2 separate regions of the Sus scrofa genome follow, and region 1 is linked to region 2. Evidence: chromatin contacts called from public promoter capture Hi-C data. All regions are on one chromosome and are shown on one strand. Each heading gives the region's core, a stretch centred on a gene start, on an enhancer-like site or on the middle of the called end of the contact. The rest is flanking DNA. Distances are from core to core; before and after follow the strand shown.

What was found. Promoter capture Hi-C pulls out the DNA fragments that hold promoters and counts their contacts.
Region 1: a contact with region 2 is called in a promoter capture Hi-C map of liver, with 5 times the contacts expected there. The contact joins the enhancer-like site here to the promoter of BTG1 in region 2. A contact is called at or near these places in 2 of 5 promoter capture datasets (both in liver), 11 of 47 Hi-C or Micro-C datasets (alveolar macrophages, brain, embryonic fibroblasts and 5 more) and 2 of 2 datasets of contacts at active chromatin or transcription factors (alveolar macrophages and skeletal muscle).

What each region holds. Positions count from the first base shown.
Region 1 is chr5:90,885,599-90,891,726 of Sscrofa11.1, reverse strand. No RefSeq gene overlaps it. Among named protein-coding and RNA genes, the nearest start is that of BTG1, 73 kb to the right of the region's middle. Within about 2 kb of position 1,811, at least 22 of the 83 cell types and tissues checked have an H3K27ac peak or open chromatin away from gene starts, as enhancers often do. A contact at or near this core is called in alveolar macrophages, fetal liver, liver and 1 more, where this site is marked.
Region 2 is chr5:90,811,119-90,816,887 of Sscrofa11.1, reverse strand. BTG1 (BTG anti-proliferation factor 1) reads right to left here and starts at 1,694. Exons shown (of 2, transcript NM_001099936.1): 1 at 1,229-1,694; 2 at 1-265. The coding sequence starts at 1,376. All of the region lies in intron 3 of LOC106510428 (a long non-coding RNA gene), which reads right to left.

The sequences.
Region 1 (6,128 bases), core at 562-3,061, 75 kb before region 2:
AGAATGTGTTACAACTGAACAACAGCCACTTTGGAGGGATTTCTATACGGATACACTGTAAGTGAAAATACGCATAATAAGAAGACACAGAAAGTGTGACTTCCTTACTCAATGCTCACAAGATGAGCAATAACCAAACCTCCTCCATACATATGTGAAGTATAAAATGTTCACAGGTGATTATATGAGGAAGCGGGAAAATATAGAAGTACCTGTCAGGTGACTAACAATAGTTCCACAACAGGGAGGGGTGTAGAGGGGATGCCAAGGAGGAAAGAGAGAAAAGTTAAGGCCAAATGTCAAGAAAAAAAAAGACTGCTCTAAAGAACAGATAGGTGTGTGTGTGATTACATGTATGCATTTATGCAAAATTATATATGGGTATGTGTATGAAAAATTATTAAAAGAATGAAAAGCTATTCCAAAAGCAAGCTCCAAACATGATAATAGTCATAACAATATGAAATCGAATACATATTGAACCCTTACTATTGACAGCCACCACCCTAAGCATGTGTTCTCTCATTAATCCTACAATGGAGACTATTAATACCTTTATTTTCTCCAAGAATCCAACTTACTCCTCCATAATCTGAAAGCCGAACACTTCATCGGCTTCTTTAGCAATCTAGGTTTGTTTTCTTTCGTGATCTTGGTTTGTTTTCTTTAGTGTCTGGATCTAGAAGATGGTACCATCAATAAAGCTATGGCTGCCCAACGCGCCAAGGTGGGTGTGCATCATCTGAATCAAGCTCAACATCAGCTTCTTCCATCACTCATTCATTCAACAAGGAACCACTGAACAATTCTGCACAGGGGTGGCCATGGTAGCCTCTGAGTCAATAGCTTAGGGTGGCTAACAATTCACACTGCCCTCGTGCATTCTGACCTCTCATTCTAAAACTAGATGGGAAAACTGCCTGACCTTACTTTGACAACCTCGTTGGGCAAGATTCCAACCCTTCCTGAAGGAAAGACAGCATTCAGTGACATAGCAATGCCACCTGATTCCAACTGAGCAATGGAACTAAACAGTGAAGGTCAAGGAAGCCGCAGAAGCAGCCTTCACTTAGCAGCCCAATGCTGGCACTTAGCAAACCATTTCTCCGCCTGTGTTTTAGAAAGTAGGGGTCGAGAGTTTCTTCTTCTATTTTCATATCTAATTGAGCATTCTTTAATCTCCAATCTTTTTTTTTCTTCCATGCCCACAGCATATGCAAGTTCCTGGACCAGCGATGGAACCTGAGCCACAGCAGTGACGACACCAGATCCTTAACCACTACACCACCAGGGAACTCTTGATCTCCAGTCTTGATGAAGGGATGCCAAGCACCAGAGCATCTACAAGGAAGACCTCGATGGTCAACCACTCCTGCTCCCCTCCATTTGTCCCCATTCTCCTCCAAAACCCACTGTGTGCAGCTCCTTAATAAGGTCACAGTGTTAAAATAGTGACTAGGAAAAAAAATAAAAAGTAAAGTATTAAAGTAGTGAATGGGATCCAGATAAGGCTGCAAAAGTTGTTAATCAATTTACTGAATACATAAACATCACTGAGAAAACTCAACGTATTGTCCCACTCCTTTGCATTTGGGTCCCAAATCCCGAAATACTGAATCTGTAAGTACACAAATGAAGAAGTGCTTTGTTGTCTCACAGTTTTGTCTGTCTGAGAGCCAAGACATTCAATCATGCTTGTGTGTTTTTGCAGGCCCCTCGCTTTCCCCTCTCGTCCTTCCTTTGGCTGCCTCTCACACCATTTTTGGCAAGGAACACCTGGAGCAGCCTGGAAAAGTTTCCATGCAGTCACTCCCTTTGGTTAATTATTAGCAGCTCTGGTAAAAGTCGCTGGTGGGGCTGCTGGAGGTTTTTTGTTTAACTATAGAGCTCACTCATTTGGAGATTTCCAAAATCTTGGCCTCCAAAGGCTTGAGATAACGTGGACAAAGGTAAAACACTGAACTGAGAAATGACGTCTATTTCCTTTTCTGGGATTAATTAGCTGAGGGATCCTGGTCAAAGGAGGAAAGGTAACTCAGAAAGTGACACATTAGAAACTCAGACGGTGTCCTCTCATTTAATTCTAACAACCTGTCACTTACACTGTTACCCTATTAGTATTTCCATTTTACAAAGTTAGAGCCTCCTGCAATTTATTTACCCAAGTTTCAGGTTCCTTACCTAAGAAAACAAGACATAAAAAAGGTCCTTCTAACTCTGTAAGCTCAGCAGGCAAAAATTTCTCTTATAATTGCCATATACCTTCTCCCTTTTCAATCTTGATTTCCCCGTAAACTCTGGGGGCAAATTAACAAAACTGTATTCTGCACATGAGATGCTAAAATAGCCATTCACCCGCTAGCATCAAGAGAACACGGCCCTTTTTCTCCTGAAGCTATTGCTACACCCCGGTTTACATTGCTCAGTTCCGTCAGTTTAGAGCACATGAAAAAGCAGAACTGGGCTGGCTGGTTCACGCTGCTGGTGAACTTTGTGCCTCAACTGTATCGTAACCCCAAAGTTTACTCAACTCCACCTGGCAGTTCAGCTCCTTGAGATAAAGCAGCTTTTCTCTGGAGGAAACCAATAGCAGTTTATCTTTATGCTCCCCTGCTGGCAGACAGCTGGTTGGGCATCTAATAGACAGTCATCTGCCAGTGAAAGGTAACAAAGCACACACATACACACACACAAAATAAAACACAAAACACACATACAAAACAAACAAACAAAAACCAAGAGAAACATAAAAGGAGTCTTGCCACATCAGAGGAGTCAAAACCAATACCTTGTTTAGGGAGCCTTGTTTAGGACCCAAGTAAAGTCTTCTTTTGGGAAACTATATTTGTGTGTGTGTGTCTGTCTATCTGTCTGTCTGTGTGTAGATGCATGCGTATGCTTTAGGATTATGTGGATACATGCACGGGAGGGGGATGGGGAACTTTGAGTAAAAGAAAAGGGTCCTAGAAAAACAGCTAGTGAGAATCCGAAAGCAATTCCGATTTTCTACACTCCAAAGTACTATAAGTTTGGGGAGTGTCCATTGTGGTGCAGCGGAAACGAATCTGACTAGGAGCCAAAGTACTATAAGGTTTGGATCAATTTCTCAGGCTCGAAATGGAATGTTTCATTTTGTTCATCTTTTCCAAAACCATGTGTGTCATTCTCTTGGAGAAAATTATACTGATAGCAAGAAAGCAATAAAAAGAATTTTATATATATATATATATATATATATAGGAAAACATACAATGCAAGACACGTGGGCGAGAGCAGCCTATGCACTGGTGATCTGGTGGTGATGCTCGGCGACAGGTAACATTCATGCTGCAATTTATAAAACCACCCGAAACCTCCATATTCACGTTTGAAACATGGAAAAGGACAATGGGCTTTTCTACTTAGTGTTATGAGCTGAACTGTCCCCTTCCACAGATTCTGAAGTCCTAGCCCCAGGTACTGGTGAATGTACCTTATCTGGAAACACAATCTACAGATGAGAGTTAAGATGAGGTCATACGTTGAGCTCTACTCCAATAGGACCGGGTCCTTATAAAAGGGGAGGAACTTGGACACAGTGACATATACGTACACAGGGAAAAGACCATGTGAACATGAAGACAGAAATCAGGGTGAAGCAATCACAAGCCAAGGAGGACTAAATATTACTAGCAAATCCTCAGAAACTAGGAGACAGGTTTGGAACAGATTCTCCTATATAGTCCTCAGAAGGAACTAAGCCTCCTGACACCTTCCCCTTGGACATCCAGCTTCCAGGTCTGGGGTTTAAGCCAAGCACTTTGCGACACTTTATCATGGCAGCCCGAGCAAATGGATACACTTAGGTGTTCTCAACTTCATCTCCTGAAACCGCACACCCTTCCTCTGACACCTTTATCTGCACAGCATCTCCAAAGGAGAGAAAAGAAATATTTGGGAACTGGGTTTTTCCCCCATCCTCCTCTTCTTCTTGAATCCAGTGTTTACTCATTTCCAAAGAGGTTGAAGCTTCCAACATAACTATAAGAGGCTAATTCTGCCCATGAGCCAAGTAGAGAGAAAAATAAAGAATATTGATCTAGGAACTTTTCTCCCCCAAAAGCTTGAGCTAAGGACTCTTGTGCATGGATGAAACAGCAGCAGTCAAAGAAAAGGTGAGCAAAACCAGGATTCGCCTCTAAAGGGAGCGATTTAATTTCAATTCAAATCTGAGGTCAAATAAGCTAGTTAGATTCAGATATTCTGTTTGCAACACATACTTCAAGACTGCAGTACTGACTTGAGCTATATATACATTCAGACAAATTTGGGTTCCCTGTTTCGTTGCTGTTGTTGCTTCCTAGAGAGTAGTGGATAGATCCTAATACTTAGAACTAGGTTGGAGTTATCTGTTACCTTAAAACAATAGCCAAATGACTAGCTGGCATTTGGAAAATATATTTTTGTACTAATTTAGAAAGGGGAGTGGATTCAAGCAGCAGAGGGGTGAACAGATGGCAATGCATGCTGGGAGTTCCTGGCAAGGAGTCAGTCACTAGATGGGGTGGTTGAATGAAACACTTTTGTATCCAGGTTGCAGGAGATACAGGAAGCTCTGACTAGATTTGGCAGCTTCTAATGCAAAATGTAATAAAGGGGAATAAATGTGATTATAAACAAATGACAATTTATTTTTCATATCTCTGATCAGTTCCCTCAGAGAATTTTCCTGCAAGGGTTTAGCCTCTTAAATCACTTTTCTAAGAGAGGAGGAGGTTCAAATGAGACAGTGGGGCTTCAACTGATCCATATCAATAAGCTTTGAAAAGATGGCAGAAGTCTAAGAAAAACTCCCAAACACAAAGAAGATCTGTTCTTTCTAGCTATGACAAAAATCACAAAAAAATGTCGAATAAGATGACATTAATAAAAGGTTAGGATCTTGATCTGTCAGTAAGAAAACCAGAGGCTCTCAACTGTTCTGGAAAAAGGAAGCTATCACTCTTTGTGATGAGGTTTCTTCTGCCAGGTAACACAGGCAATTGATAAGCAAGTTTTGCCACTTGGCTGGTCACTCCGAGCATATGTCTGACAGGGACACTTCAAAGATAGGTATTGCTTCTGAACCTAGACAGTTGAAAACATTCTTCCTTGACCAGTTTTGAACCACACTTCCTTACTCACTATGGGTCAGTTTGGCTGGGCCATGATAACCAAATATGTGCTCACACATTATTTTGAATTTTTCTGTAATGGTGTCTTTGAATGAGAGGAACATTTAAAATGGTGGATTTTAAGCAAACCAGATTGCCCTTATAATGCTGGTGGGCCTCATCTAATCAGTCGAAGGCCTGAATAGAAAAAGACTGCAAGAGGGAATTCTGACAACAGACAGCCTTTGGACTTCATCTGAAACAATGGACCGCCAGCCTGCCAGCCCACTGTGCAGATTTTAGATTTGCTCTCCTTCATAATTGCATGGGCCAGTTCCTTAAAATAAATCTCTTTGTGCATGTATACACACTGTGCTGGTTCTGTTTTCTCTGGAGACCCTGACTAATACACTCACTTAAAGATCTGTCCCCAGAAGCTGTCTAATAAACCTTCTAGCAGATTCCAAAGATAATTTAAATTCCGTTTGAATAATGCTTAAGGGTCAGCTGCAACAGACAGTGGTATAATGACATACATACATTTCAAGTAAGCAAGATGTTTTAGTGAGGCTTTAAAACATCAGTTCAATTTTCAAGGGAAAGACGAATGGTCTACTGATTTTCTCTGGGGTCATCATGTGGCTGCACCCACAGAGAACATTTCCACAATGTCTATCCACTCCATATTTGTCATCCATCTCCCAGTAGAATGCCTGGCATGTAGCAGCTGATCAATGAAGGGACGGAATTGAATTCTGAAATGGTATGTGCTGAGTAAGTGGCCTCCACCCTCTTCTTCTGGTATTTACCAATCGCATTCCCAGAAACCAGGTAACCGCAGCAGAAAAAAATATTTAACACATACTGAGCAATCACTATATGCTAGACCTTGTTAATAATCAAATGCACCACTTTACTTTCCCTCAGAGTAACTTCATAAAGTAAGGACTTGTATTATCTCCATTTGACAGATAAAGAAACAAAGACATAGAAATC
Region 2 (5,769 bases), core at 445-2,944:
GTGCTGTTTTGGGTGCTACCTCCTGCTGGTGAGGCTTCGTACAGCACACAGATGGAACCATCCTCTCCAATTCTGTAGGACACTTCGTAAGGGTCAACCCAGAGAGTGAGTTCACTTGGGAGAAGCCTGAACAGCTCCTGACTGCTCAGTCCAATCCGCTGTGCTGCCTGTCCAATCAGAGGATCCATTTTATGGTTGATGCGAATACAACGGTAACCTGATCCTTTGCACGGCTTTTCTGGGAACCAGTGGTGTTTATAATGTTCTATAGAAGAAAAAAAACAGAAACAGCGCTTAGATATCGTTACTGCTGGCTCCCGCTGTAGTTTCTTTCTTCGGCTGGCTTCGTTGAGGGAAAATGCAAACTAGCAACTTTCTTTAAAAAAAAAAACAAAAAAAAAAACCCAGCATTGAATCCGCGGCTGTCCATGTAAGGCGATGGGGAATGAGCGGGCAGGGTTTGAGAAATAACAGTAGTACACCGTACAGAACAATCTCCGGGAACCAACCGGTTGAGTTGCCAAAACGGCAATCCGGCGGGCAGCCTCCGCCAGCCGGGCAGCGGGGTGGCACCGGTGGCCAGGCGGGAACCTGTTTACTTTCTCCACCCCACCCCAGCCGCACACACAATGGGGTTTATGGCTTCGAAGAGGAGCGCCACTGGACTGTTCGCCCCGAAGGGAATGGAACAAGCCATCCTAAACCACGCTCTGGGCAGGGCAGTAATTGTACCGGTGACAAATCCGATGATTAATGGACAGGGGTAGGAGGCGCGGAGAGACTGCACGTCCGGCCCGGGCTGGCTCCCTGGCAGCGGCGCGCCTTCCCATCCCGTGGCCCGGCCGTCGGGCCCGCAACGGTTAGACGGGATGGGGGGGAGGGGGCGTCGAATCCACCCTAGCCCGGCGGCTCCTTTGTCCCCCAAATGCGCGGACCGTCCGAGGACGGCGGCTCCCGCCTCGGTCGGCTTCAGTTTCTTTGTTGTGCGTCTGTTTTCCTGTCCCCTTGGTCTGCCAGCCGTGGGGGGAGGGGGCGCCCTTGGCCCACCCCCAAACCCTGTCCCGGACCCGCCGTTAGCGGCAGCCGGGCGCGCCAGTCACGGTCCCGCTGCCGGAACCGAGCGCGACCTGCCCACAGTGCCGCCAAGACTCCCGCGTCCCCGACGGCCCGGCCCAGAGATGTGCCACCGCGTCCCTCGGCGCCCCCCGCCCTGCCGCCGCCCGCTCACCTGCCAGCAGCTCCTGCAGGCTCTGGCTGAAGGTCTGCAGCTGTCGCTCGCTCGTGAGCCCCTTGGTGCGGAGAAACTTGGAGATGAAGGACACGGCGGCGGCGATCTCGCCTATCATGGTGGCGGCCCGGGTGTAGAAGGGATGCATGGGGGCGGCAGGCGGGGGCGGCCCGGGGCGGCCGGGGCTCGGCGGTGCGGCCCCGACGGCGGAGCGGCCACCCCGGGCTCCCTCACAGGTCAGTGGGCTGAGAGGGGGAGAGAGCGTGAGCGGTGGACGGCTACTTTTTTCTCCTCCCTTCTTTATAGTAAAAAGTTATTTTCGAGACAGGAGGCGGCAGGAGAAAGGAAGAGACGAGCGACGGCGGCCTGGTCACATCGCTCGGACCGCCCCGGCCGCCTCCGCCTCCAGCTCCGCAGCCTCCGAAGCTCCAAACACTTGCATTTCCAGCTCAGACGGGCAAAGAGATGCAGCGGCCGTGCGGCACTTTTTATAGCGCAGAGAAAAGGAAGTGGCGTAGCTGGAGCGTGACGGACGACTCCAGCCAATCCGGAGATCGCACCATTGTGATGCAAGCAGATTCTGAGCCGAAGGGGGCGGGAAAAGGGGCCAGGGGGCGTGCCCAGAGACCGGGAGGAGAGGGAGGAGCTGACGTAATCCGCTTGTAAACAAATAAACCCCCGAGTGGCGGCCCAGCGGGGGGGAAAACGGGATGGAGGAAACAGAGGGTGCGCGTGTGAAAGCCCCGCCCCTAGCCCTAACTCCTCCTTCCTGCTCCAACAACTCCTGGAGCTGCGCCAGCGCATCCTCTGCAAGCGTTCGCTGCCTGGGCTCGCCTCGAGGAGACAGAGCTGTGCAGATAAAAGCAGCCCCGCTCAGGCTGTCTACACGCGCGCCTGCGGCACGGATCTGGCCTCAAGGCACCTGCCGGCTCGCGTACTCGGTGTTTACAACCCGTCACCACGCTGAGTCTACGTGCCTGGCTCCACAGGAAGGAAGAGCATACAGAGCAGCGGGATGCGGGTACCCGTGCTGAGGAAGCTGGGAGTGCGGGGAAAAGTGGAGGGAACCGGCTCTCGCGGGGCATCCTGCAGCTTTCGGAACCCAGTTCTCACAAACATGCAGCCAACGCCTCGGAGCCGTTTCCCTTCCACCCTTGCGGAGGGTTGGGGCATGTCTTTGTCAAAGTTTAATTGCAAAATAAATAAAGGTTAGTAAGCCTTTTGTGGTTGCTGTTTCAGTAACTTGAGGAGTCAGAGAAAAGTGGAGACCTTACTGACCAGCTTAAAACTGATAAGAAAGGCTGCTATTGAATATAAATGTAATTATAACAAGTTTAGTAAAAGAAAAGAAACCTATATAATGCATTTTACATCTTTTTTGCACAAAACAGAAGGTTGTTTCCTTTTTTTCCTAATCCACTGAACTGTTTGAGCCTTAGAGTTCTGTTGCTCTTTATAAAAACAAGAAAATAAAGATAAAATTTGCTCAGATATTTGTTTAGTTAAGCCCTACTTGCTGAACTAGGAAAAAATAGGAAGGCGTGAACTTGCTAAAACGATTAGGCCTAAGAGAGGGTTAACCAGAACTCCATTAAGGAGGAGAAAAAAAAGATGGTGAGCCGGCCAGATGGAGAAAGCAAACAAGAGGCAGAAGTTGAACTCTACCAGATGGAAATAAATATCCTGAGCTTAGCTGGTCATCAATATTGCAAAACACACCACTTTGAGGTTTTGTTTTGTTTTGTTTTAATACTGTGCCAAAGGGTATAGAAATGAAGCAAAAGTAGAATTTGCTATAAAGCAGTAGAAGGAAAAATCTTATTGTTCACATGAAATATGTAAAACTGGGCTTGAAACAACTTTGAGGTTATTTTTTCATTCACACAAAATAATTATGTAGTTATATGTGAAATAAATACTTTAAGAAATAGTATTAAAAGCATGACTTGTGAAAGTACTTTCATTGGATAAAAGCATCAAAAATAATGGTAATATTTCCTTCTAGAACTTTTCACATAGAACTGTGCTTATAAATAAACGTGGTGGTAATTATTTCACTAAGGATGTGAAACCTCTTTTACTAATGAAAAAGGAGATAGGGAAACAGGAGTAAATCCTTAAAATTACCATAACCCTAGAACAAGATTTTCTGATATCCTTCTAAACCCCACCCACCGTTAATCATCTGCTCTATTCACTTTCCTTAATCATCAGTCATTTGAGAACTAGAATAGAAATCTGTTGACCTCCAAGCCTGGTCTCCAACTTGGACTCCCAATAATTTTGAGCTTAAATTGACTCATCTACAAAACAGAAATAATTGTTAACAAAATACTAGGATCTAAACTCAGACGCGTCTCCCAGTCCCTATTTTTCTCCACTGCTTTTTTTTCTTTCATTGACATATACTTGATGTACAAAACCATGTTAGTTTCAGGTGTACTATGTGATGATTTGACATTTGCATACATTATGAAATGTACACTACTTTTAACAGCCTTCTTTCTATGCAGAAGCTGAACCCTTTCTGAAATCTTTTTAAAATCAGTTGAATAGAGTGAACAAAGTTTAACTCACATATCCTTTTTTCCTCCCACTGTTTTTTATTATATATGTGTGTTTCACACCTGAAATCATTCCTTTAAGAGACAAGTGGATTTAAGAAATTACTCTTATCTTGGGGGATCTAGAGGGGAAAAGGCGGGGGGAGGATAAATATAGATTCTAAATGCAAGAGATAGTGCGCAATATTAATTGCTAATGGTTTTCAAATCTGGACATACATCGGTTTAGTAATATTTTTACACACTTTTAGTAGTAAGGCTCTTCTCATCCAAGAAACTAGCACATATTTCTTGACGGTTTTTAAATTTATAAAGGCACTTTCTCTTCTCATTGATATACTAAACTACAGGGTACTCCCAACTATTTACAAACCCAACCCTAGGCTCTGTGTCCTTAGGCAAGTTATTTAACCCCTCTGCATTATAATCGAAAAAATGAGGACTAAATGGAATAACTAGACACTATTTAGCACTGTCTCCAGCACTAAGTAAACATCCAAATACATACATTAGCTGACGTATATATATTATCATCAGGCAATTTGATGATTATCAAGTTAATTTTTAAAACCTAGAAAATGGGAGTTCCCGTTGTGGCGCAGTGGTTAACGAATCCGACTAGGAACCATGAGGTTGCGGGTTCGGTCCCTGCCCTTGCTCAGTGGGTTAAGGATCCGGCATTGCCGTGAGCTGTGGTGTAGGTTGCAGACACAGCTCGGATCCCGCGTTGTTGTGGCTCTGGCGTAGGCCGGTGGCTACAGCTCCAATTCGACCCCTACCATGGGAACCTCCATATGCCGCGGGAGCGGCCCAAGAAATAGCAACAACAACAACAACAAAAAAAAAGAAAGACAAAAAAAAAAAAAAAAAAAAAAAAAAAAAAAACCCTAGAAAATATTCAATCAAAGCACTAAAAGAAACAAACAACAACAAAAACAGGAAATCTGTCAAAACAATCCAGAAAATGAACCTGGGTTTCAAAATAAGTTTGCAAGTAACAAATGTCAGGTCTTTGGAGTGCCTAAGTGTTCAGAAAGTACTTTCAATAGACAAAACTATCAGGCAACTAACTAGAATTTCAAAGGACCGGGCATTATAGTCCTATCCTTCAGCTCAAATGTTACTAGAACAGTTTTCTCTGGAATAACAAATCAGAGTTCCTTGTAGGCTTTTTAAGCATTGTGTTACTTAACCAAAAAGAAGAAGAGAAAAAAAAATTATATAGGGTCAGAGAATGAACTTTTTATTTCATAGACTGGTACAATTTAAGGGTCAACACAAGGTTGAAATTTTTTTTTTATTTTGCCAAAACTGTTTTAAAAAACATTATATTCTCATCTACTGTCACTATCATTTTGGGGAAAAGATGGTATTTTTAACTTCCCCGAAGTAGGAAAGGTAACCATATCAGAAAAATAAAGCATGATCTTTTTTTTTTTTCTTTTCTTTTTTTCTTTTTTAAGGCCTCATCTGTGGCACATGTAAGTTCCCAGGCTAGGGGTCAAATGAGAGGTGCAGTTGCACACCTAAGCCTCAGCCACAGCAATGAGGATTCAAGCCACACCTGCAATGTACTGCCACAGCTTGCATCAGTGCTGGATCCTTAACCCATTAAGCAAGGCCAGGGATTGAACCCAAATCCTCATGGACACTATGTCCAGTTCTTAATCTGCTGAGCCACAATGGGAACTCCCATGGTCTTTTTAATTTAATAGGTTTTAAGCCACTAAATGTCACCTTTTGCATTTCAGCATTTGGGAACTCATCTAAACTATTAATCTATGAACACGATAGCACTAAATTAAGCTACTGTGCTATTTATTTTATATGTGATTCCCACTGCCTGGGATGTCTCCTCGCCTTCCTTTTCCCTAGCTAATTTCTGCTCATCCTCTAAGAAGTCTGCCCTGACTCGCTGGACATGAGTGTCTACAGCATTCTGCTTCCCCTTGCGCTGGCACTGGTGCTGATCAGACA